Linked DNA regions of Zea mays: region 1 is linked to region 2. A link is a contact called in public Hi-C data. All regions are on one chromosome and are shown on one strand. Each heading gives the region's core, a stretch centred on a gene start, on an enhancer-like site or on the middle of the called end of the contact. The rest is flanking DNA. Distances are from core to core; before and after follow the strand shown. Region 1 holds the start of LOC100285704. Region 2 holds the start of LOC100217180 (Amino acid kinase family protein).

What was found. Hi-C and Micro-C count contacts between places; a contact is called where the count stands out from the background.
Region 1: a Hi-C map of leaf shows a contact between it and region 2, with 5 times the contacts expected there. The contact joins the promoter of LOC100285704 here to the promoter of LOC100217180 in region 2. A contact is called at or near these places in 4 of 25 Hi-C or Micro-C datasets (ear and leaf).

The regions. Positions count from the first base shown.
Region 1 is chr8:163,278,046-163,281,260 of Zm-B73-REFERENCE-NAM-5.0, reverse strand. LOC100285704 reads left to right here and starts at 1,895. Exons shown (of 2, transcript NM_001158595.2): 1 at 1,895-2,276; 2 at 2,373-2,831. The coding sequence starts at 1,944. The coding sequence ends at 2,585.
Region 2 is chr8:163,119,049-163,122,003 of Zm-B73-REFERENCE-NAM-5.0, reverse strand. LOC100217180 (Amino acid kinase family protein) reads left to right here and starts at 1,469. Exons shown (of 7, transcript NM_001143541.1): 1 at 1,469-1,705; 2 at 1,970-2,117; 3 at 2,225-2,278; 4 at 2,523-2,614. The coding sequence starts at 1,512.

The DNA of each region.
Region 1 (3,215 bases), core at 646-3,145, 160 kb before region 2:
GCAGGTCTGCTTCTCCACCCATGACCCGACACCAAGCTGATTACTAGCATTAGATGAAGCTGTGATTAGTTCCACCTTGTTATATCCGATGAAGTTATTGAAGATTGTCGGCGCTCACGATGCTACTAGCTAGGGGAGGTATGACGTCAAGGAGACGGAGTCTTGATCCGATCCTTCACTAGCGCATGCAACTTTAGAAAAAAATAAAATAGGCCAACAAAACTAGGTTCAAATTGAACTACTCCCCCAAATATTAAGAATTGTTGGTGACCAAACTATTAATTACTTACAATAGCTATTTAGCAACTTGCTAAACATGAGTTAAGAGAGCTTCTTTAGAGAACTAGTGGGGTTGCTCAATGAAACATGTGAGGGTAGCTAGACCGGTAGAGGTCAGCGGTTCTCAAGCCAGCGGCATATATATTTTTTTTGGAAATATAAACTTATTTCTAGAGACAGCTCATCTCTTCCAAGTCATCTCTAGAAGACATGATCGAAAAACCGCCTCTACAAGGCAAGAACAACCTAAAGTAGAGAGAAATGCCGCCAAAAAAATGAAATCTGTAGAGATAGGCCGGATAGTTTTTACATTTCTTTATTTTTGTTTGTTTAAAGAAGCAAAGGGTGTAGTACACTTATCTCTGAGGCTGAAAGAAGTAGAAATGGAATTGATGTCGTCATTTCTTGACAGCAAAACTATTCCCTGAAAGAAGAATAACTTTACATGAATGCTAGAAAAAAACAAAATGCTCCTAGCCAGTTGATATATTAAATATCGCATTCCCTTTTCAGAAAGAGAGAAAACAACGCGCATTGGAATCTTGACGCCTTCAATTGTGCATATCATCTATGTAATCTTCATCTATCTTGATTCTTCTTAGACCTGTTTGTTTCAGATTATAATCTCTCTAGATTATATAATCCAGCAGTTAAACAAACACCTAGATTATAGGTACATATTATATAATCTAAAGTCCAGATTATGATAATCCCATAATCTTCTCAAAGGTAGCTTATTTTGAGATTATTTTTGGCAAAACACTCACTGCCCATGGTTATGTAAATAAAAATTACAATATATGTCATACTTTCCTCACCTTAAATAAACAAACAAGAGTATTGTTGTCTTTATGAATAATCTACATTTGTATAATTTATACTACCAAACAGCTACATATAAATTATAATCTATCTAGATCTGGATTATATAATTTAGATTATAATCCAGATTATATAATCTATAAGCTAAAACAAACATGCCTTTAGTAGTAGATTTAGCTTTTAGTGTGAGCTATTTCTTAATTTGTCCTTCCAAAACATGGTGCGAATTGCGATGAACATGAAAATCTTATTATGTACGTATATAATATATCTTTTGTAGCGTCGTTCATGGTTTATCGTATACCAAAACTTGTTAATAAGCTGGATTTCAGAATACCATTTAAATTTTACATTCTCGGAGATGTAAAGCCTGCTGATGAATTTGTTAAACTTTCTGACGACAGAATTTTGGGCCTTTTTCACATTATAGTTCTTAAATTAGAACTGGCTGTTGTAATATAAGAGGAGCTTGCGCATGCATCAGGTTCGAGTAATGTCACAATAATCTTAACCAAACCGCTTATTAATTAATTAGGGCTTTCTTTCATTTCCAACAATATATTATATATATTCGAGTTGATGTAACATTCCAATAAATTAAAGGCTCGTTTGAAGGGCATCAATCAACATGAGGGAATAAATTAAAGGCCTCGTCCATATATATCATGAAATTGTTCTAGTTTGTCCGGCAATATAATCCTGACCGTCCATCACCTGCCCACCTGTGCGCGCGGCGTGGGTCGGCCGTCATCGCGGGCTATAAATAGGTGCGCTCCATCCTTGCAAGCAAAGCAAAATCCGGCCCGGCCCAACACTAGTAGCGTAGCTGAGAGCCTGAGACGATGGCCGACTACTACCACGGCGGCAGGGCCATGTACTCCAACACTGACGAGTGCTATGACGCCGGCAGGCACGGCGGCAGCGTGAGGGCGTACTCGCGCACCGACGAGTACTACGACAACGTGGACGACCGCATGAGGAGGCCCGCGTACGGCGCCGACGACTGCGGCTACGGCGGCAGGCAGACCGCCGTGTACGCCGACGAGTACTCCCGCGGCGGCCGCTACGAAGGCTACGGCGTCGAGCAGGAGCACTTCAAGAGGGAGGAGAAGGAGCATAAGCACAAGGAGCGCCTCGGCGAGGTGGGCGCCCTCGCGGGCGGCGCCTTTGCTCTGGTAATATATATAATACAGTTACCATATATATATGTGCATGCACGATCTATATATGTGGTGATGTGTTGTTGATGGAATATAATATGTGGAAATTAGTACGAGGGGCACCGTGCGAAGAAGGACCCGGCGAACGCGCAGAGGCACAAGATCGAGGCCGGCGTGGCAACGGCGGCGGCGCTGGGCGCCGGCGGCTACGCGTACCACGAGCACCGCGAGCAGAAGGAGGCCCACTACGAGAGCAGGCAGCAGGAGCACAGGGTGCCGCACGGGCACGGGCACGGGCACGGCTACTCCTACTACTGCGACTGAAACGACTGATCATCCCATCGATCGAGATATGCATGCAGAACTCGATATATATACGGCCCCTAGCGCCGTACACGTGCGTGCGTGTAAGTAAATAAGAGCAAACGTCGTCACGTGTGTGTTGCTCGATCACTACTCCATCGATCTACTTATTATCGTCTGCAAATAACGACTAAGCGCATGCTTCTGCAGCGTGTAACGATCCATCACTGTTACTATATCTAATGATGCATGCATGCAATTAAGCTATATATGTATTCTTCTATGCGTGTTAATAATGTCAAACGTAATCTCACAAAGCTACTCTATACAACTAGCTAGCTAGGTAGTATATATCTCTATCTATCGTCCGGGGAAAAAATATATGATATATTCTACAGCTTCACCATCCGGTTCAGTTTTTTCAAGGATTGCCCAAATTTATATAATAAAACTATATATAAACTTTTAAACAAATTCAGAATATAAAATCGCTTTAATGAAAAAATATGCTTTCATGATATATATATATATATACCAAATTCCACATGGTTGCATTGCATGCTACGAAGACATGCACCTTTTTTTGGGGAATTTATTTCGTCGAGCGACTTCCTAAACCGTTGATGATAGCTAATCGCTATCAGAAAACTA
Region 2 (2,955 bases), core at 220-2,719:
TAGACATTTTCCGTATCATTTTAATTCCATAAATTAACATTATGATGATGATATATAAAAGATAATTAACCATAGAAATCATGATCTCAAATATATCCATAACAATATGGATCATGAGAACACAAAGCATATGAATCATATAAATCATATAAATACGATAAACATATAAACTGACTGAACAATTGAAAATAAACAGATAGAAACATAAACAACATGACTGTAAAATCAAAACAAACAGATATAACATATTATAATAAGGCAGAACAGATAAGATAAAATCACTACATATGAAACAACATAGATGAATATATGAAATATATATAATCTGCAGAACGCAAAACAGTAAGTAAATAAACTGACCATACCCTCCCATGCGCTCTAATGATCCAGATCCTTGTCCAGCTTGAAAGGTTTACGCGGTTAGTGAGTGCTAAAAATTAACGCCACGCCTGCCACGCCACGCCTGACGGCGGCGCGCGCGCGTGTGGCACGCCCTTGTCCGTTTCTTGACTTCTCAAGCTAGGTGGAATAATTCTCACCATATAAGTCAAGCCAAAAGACCATTGGACTTCCAATATGGTACTATTGGTATTCTCTATCATTACACAGTATAGAGTTTATTCAATAAATGGGCCAAGCCCATAAAAGATCCAACAAAATATGCTACTAGGGATGATGTCATGGTGATATTGCATGAAATCGTCCTTGAACTACACATGAATAAACTAGTTAGGGTGATCCTTAAGATTAACTTTCACATGGGTGACATATTTAGATAAGCAAAACAATATGAAGATGAACACACATGTAGTTGACATCTTTCCATTTCTATTTAGGACTCGTTTGGTTGCGTCTAGATCGAAAGTGATTAAAGGGGATTAAATCATTCTCTAGTCAAAATTGAATAGAAGGAGATTTAACCCCCTTCGATCCAGACGCAACCGATAAGGCTTTAGGACTTGTTCGGTTACGTCTGAATTGAGGGCTTATTTGAATGCACTAGAACTAATAATTAGTTAGCTAAAAATTGTTAGTGGATTTAGCTAGCTAATAAATAACTACATAACTATTAACTAATTTACCAAAAATAGCTAATAGCTGAACTATTAGCTAGAGTGTTTGGATGTCTCAACTAATTTTAGCCATTAACTATTAGTTTTAGTGCATTCAAACACCACTGAATAAGGTTAGATAAAACTAAATCTCTCACTAGTCAAAATTAAATAGAAAGAGATTTAAATTTCGATAAAAAAAATTCAAAGATAACGTCGCGTGGGAGTTCTCACGCACTGTAGTCCCTTGTGGCGCCTTGTGCTACTGTTCGGCATGTATTTGGGCCAGCTGTCTACAAAAATTGAGCCCAAATCACATTTTCGGCCAAGTTAATCCAAGTCCATTAAAAACGAAAATCTCTCCCCTCCATCATCCTCTCCTGGGTCCTGGCTTCTCCTTCCACTCCGGAGATCGACGGCTGCTTGCCGCACTCGCGCTCGCTCCCACGGCCGGCAACCATGGCCGCCGCCGCTGCCGCGGTGCCAGCCACCTTCCTCTCGGGCCTCCCCTCTCCACGGACCCCGTCTCCTGTGCTCCACTCGCCCGTACAGAGAGCCCATCCCGTCGCCGCTCCTCTCTTCCTCTCCGCCAAGCGCCGCGCCTATGCCTGCGCCGCCACGGCCTCCGGCTCCTTCTATTCCTCCAACTCAGGGTACGCAGCTTTACATCCCGCCGGAAATACATATAATAATTGTGCCGTGGGTGATGGCATGTGTAGCCGGTGGCCCGCTGCCCGCGTGTGTGGTATGCTGATTTTGTTGGGATGTTAGACGAAACGCATGTTCCTTGGACGTTTGTTTCCTCAAGCGCTAGATCATTAGCAGCTAATTGAACAGTTCAGGGCTACAAATTCGACTGGGTCTATGTAATTCTGGATTACGTTTCGTCATTCATCTCATGTCTATTTGTTTCTCAGAAATCAAACCTCACTGATGCCGTCGTTCAGCTTTGCATTTGACGAAGGTTCTTCTAGTTCCAAAAGGCTATATAGATGGAAGAGGGTATTGCTTAAAGTAAGTGGAGAAGCTCTTGCCGGCGACCACACAGAAAACATCGACCCAAAGGTTAACCTTCTTTTGGTGGAGCATGAGCATCTTTAAATACTGTGATAGCAGACGAGATTCATGTGAGTGGGTCATGGAATTTAATGTAAATGTGTGGTCTATTGCAGATTACAATGGCTATTGCAAGAGAGGTTGCTTCTGTCACCAAGCTAGGTGTAGAGGTGTGTCCTCGACCACCGTTCATTTATTTCACATCTTGGACTACTTGGTTAAAGATTTATAATTAGTGAAGTAAAAAGTGCATGTACATCTTGTTAATAGTATACATTAATTCAATGGTTAGATTCTGTTGCGTTCCTATCAAATGATCTTGGATGTGTATCTGTACTCTGTGTGTGTCATTGCCTTTTGTTTTCTCTAAAGTAATCATATAATGTGCATTAAAACATGTGAGAGCCCTTGTAGGTTGCTATTGTTGTTGGCGGTGGCAATATCTTTCGTGGGGCCTCTTGGGCTGGATGTAGTGGTCTTGACCGCTCATCTGCAGATTACATCGGGTAAGATGTTCAATGCCTTGTATATTTTCATTCCCTTATTCTATGCTCGGCTGTTAAGTTGCCTTCAAAAGAAGTTGAGATGCAATAAAGTGAAACAAAAAGAGAGCCCCATATCAACATATTTATGTCATCCGTATTAACTTCTTGGACGGACTGATCGTATTCACATCTAATATTCAAGCTGTGTGTAATTTTTCTACAGTATTCCATCAAAATAGTTTACTGAGTGGCAACTGGCAAGCATGAATACATTTTAAGGAACTTGCAATTTTATCAAAAATTCAAAACTCCAGGCGACTTGTAGTTTATTAATTATATTCCCGTAGCATTTTGTGACTCGA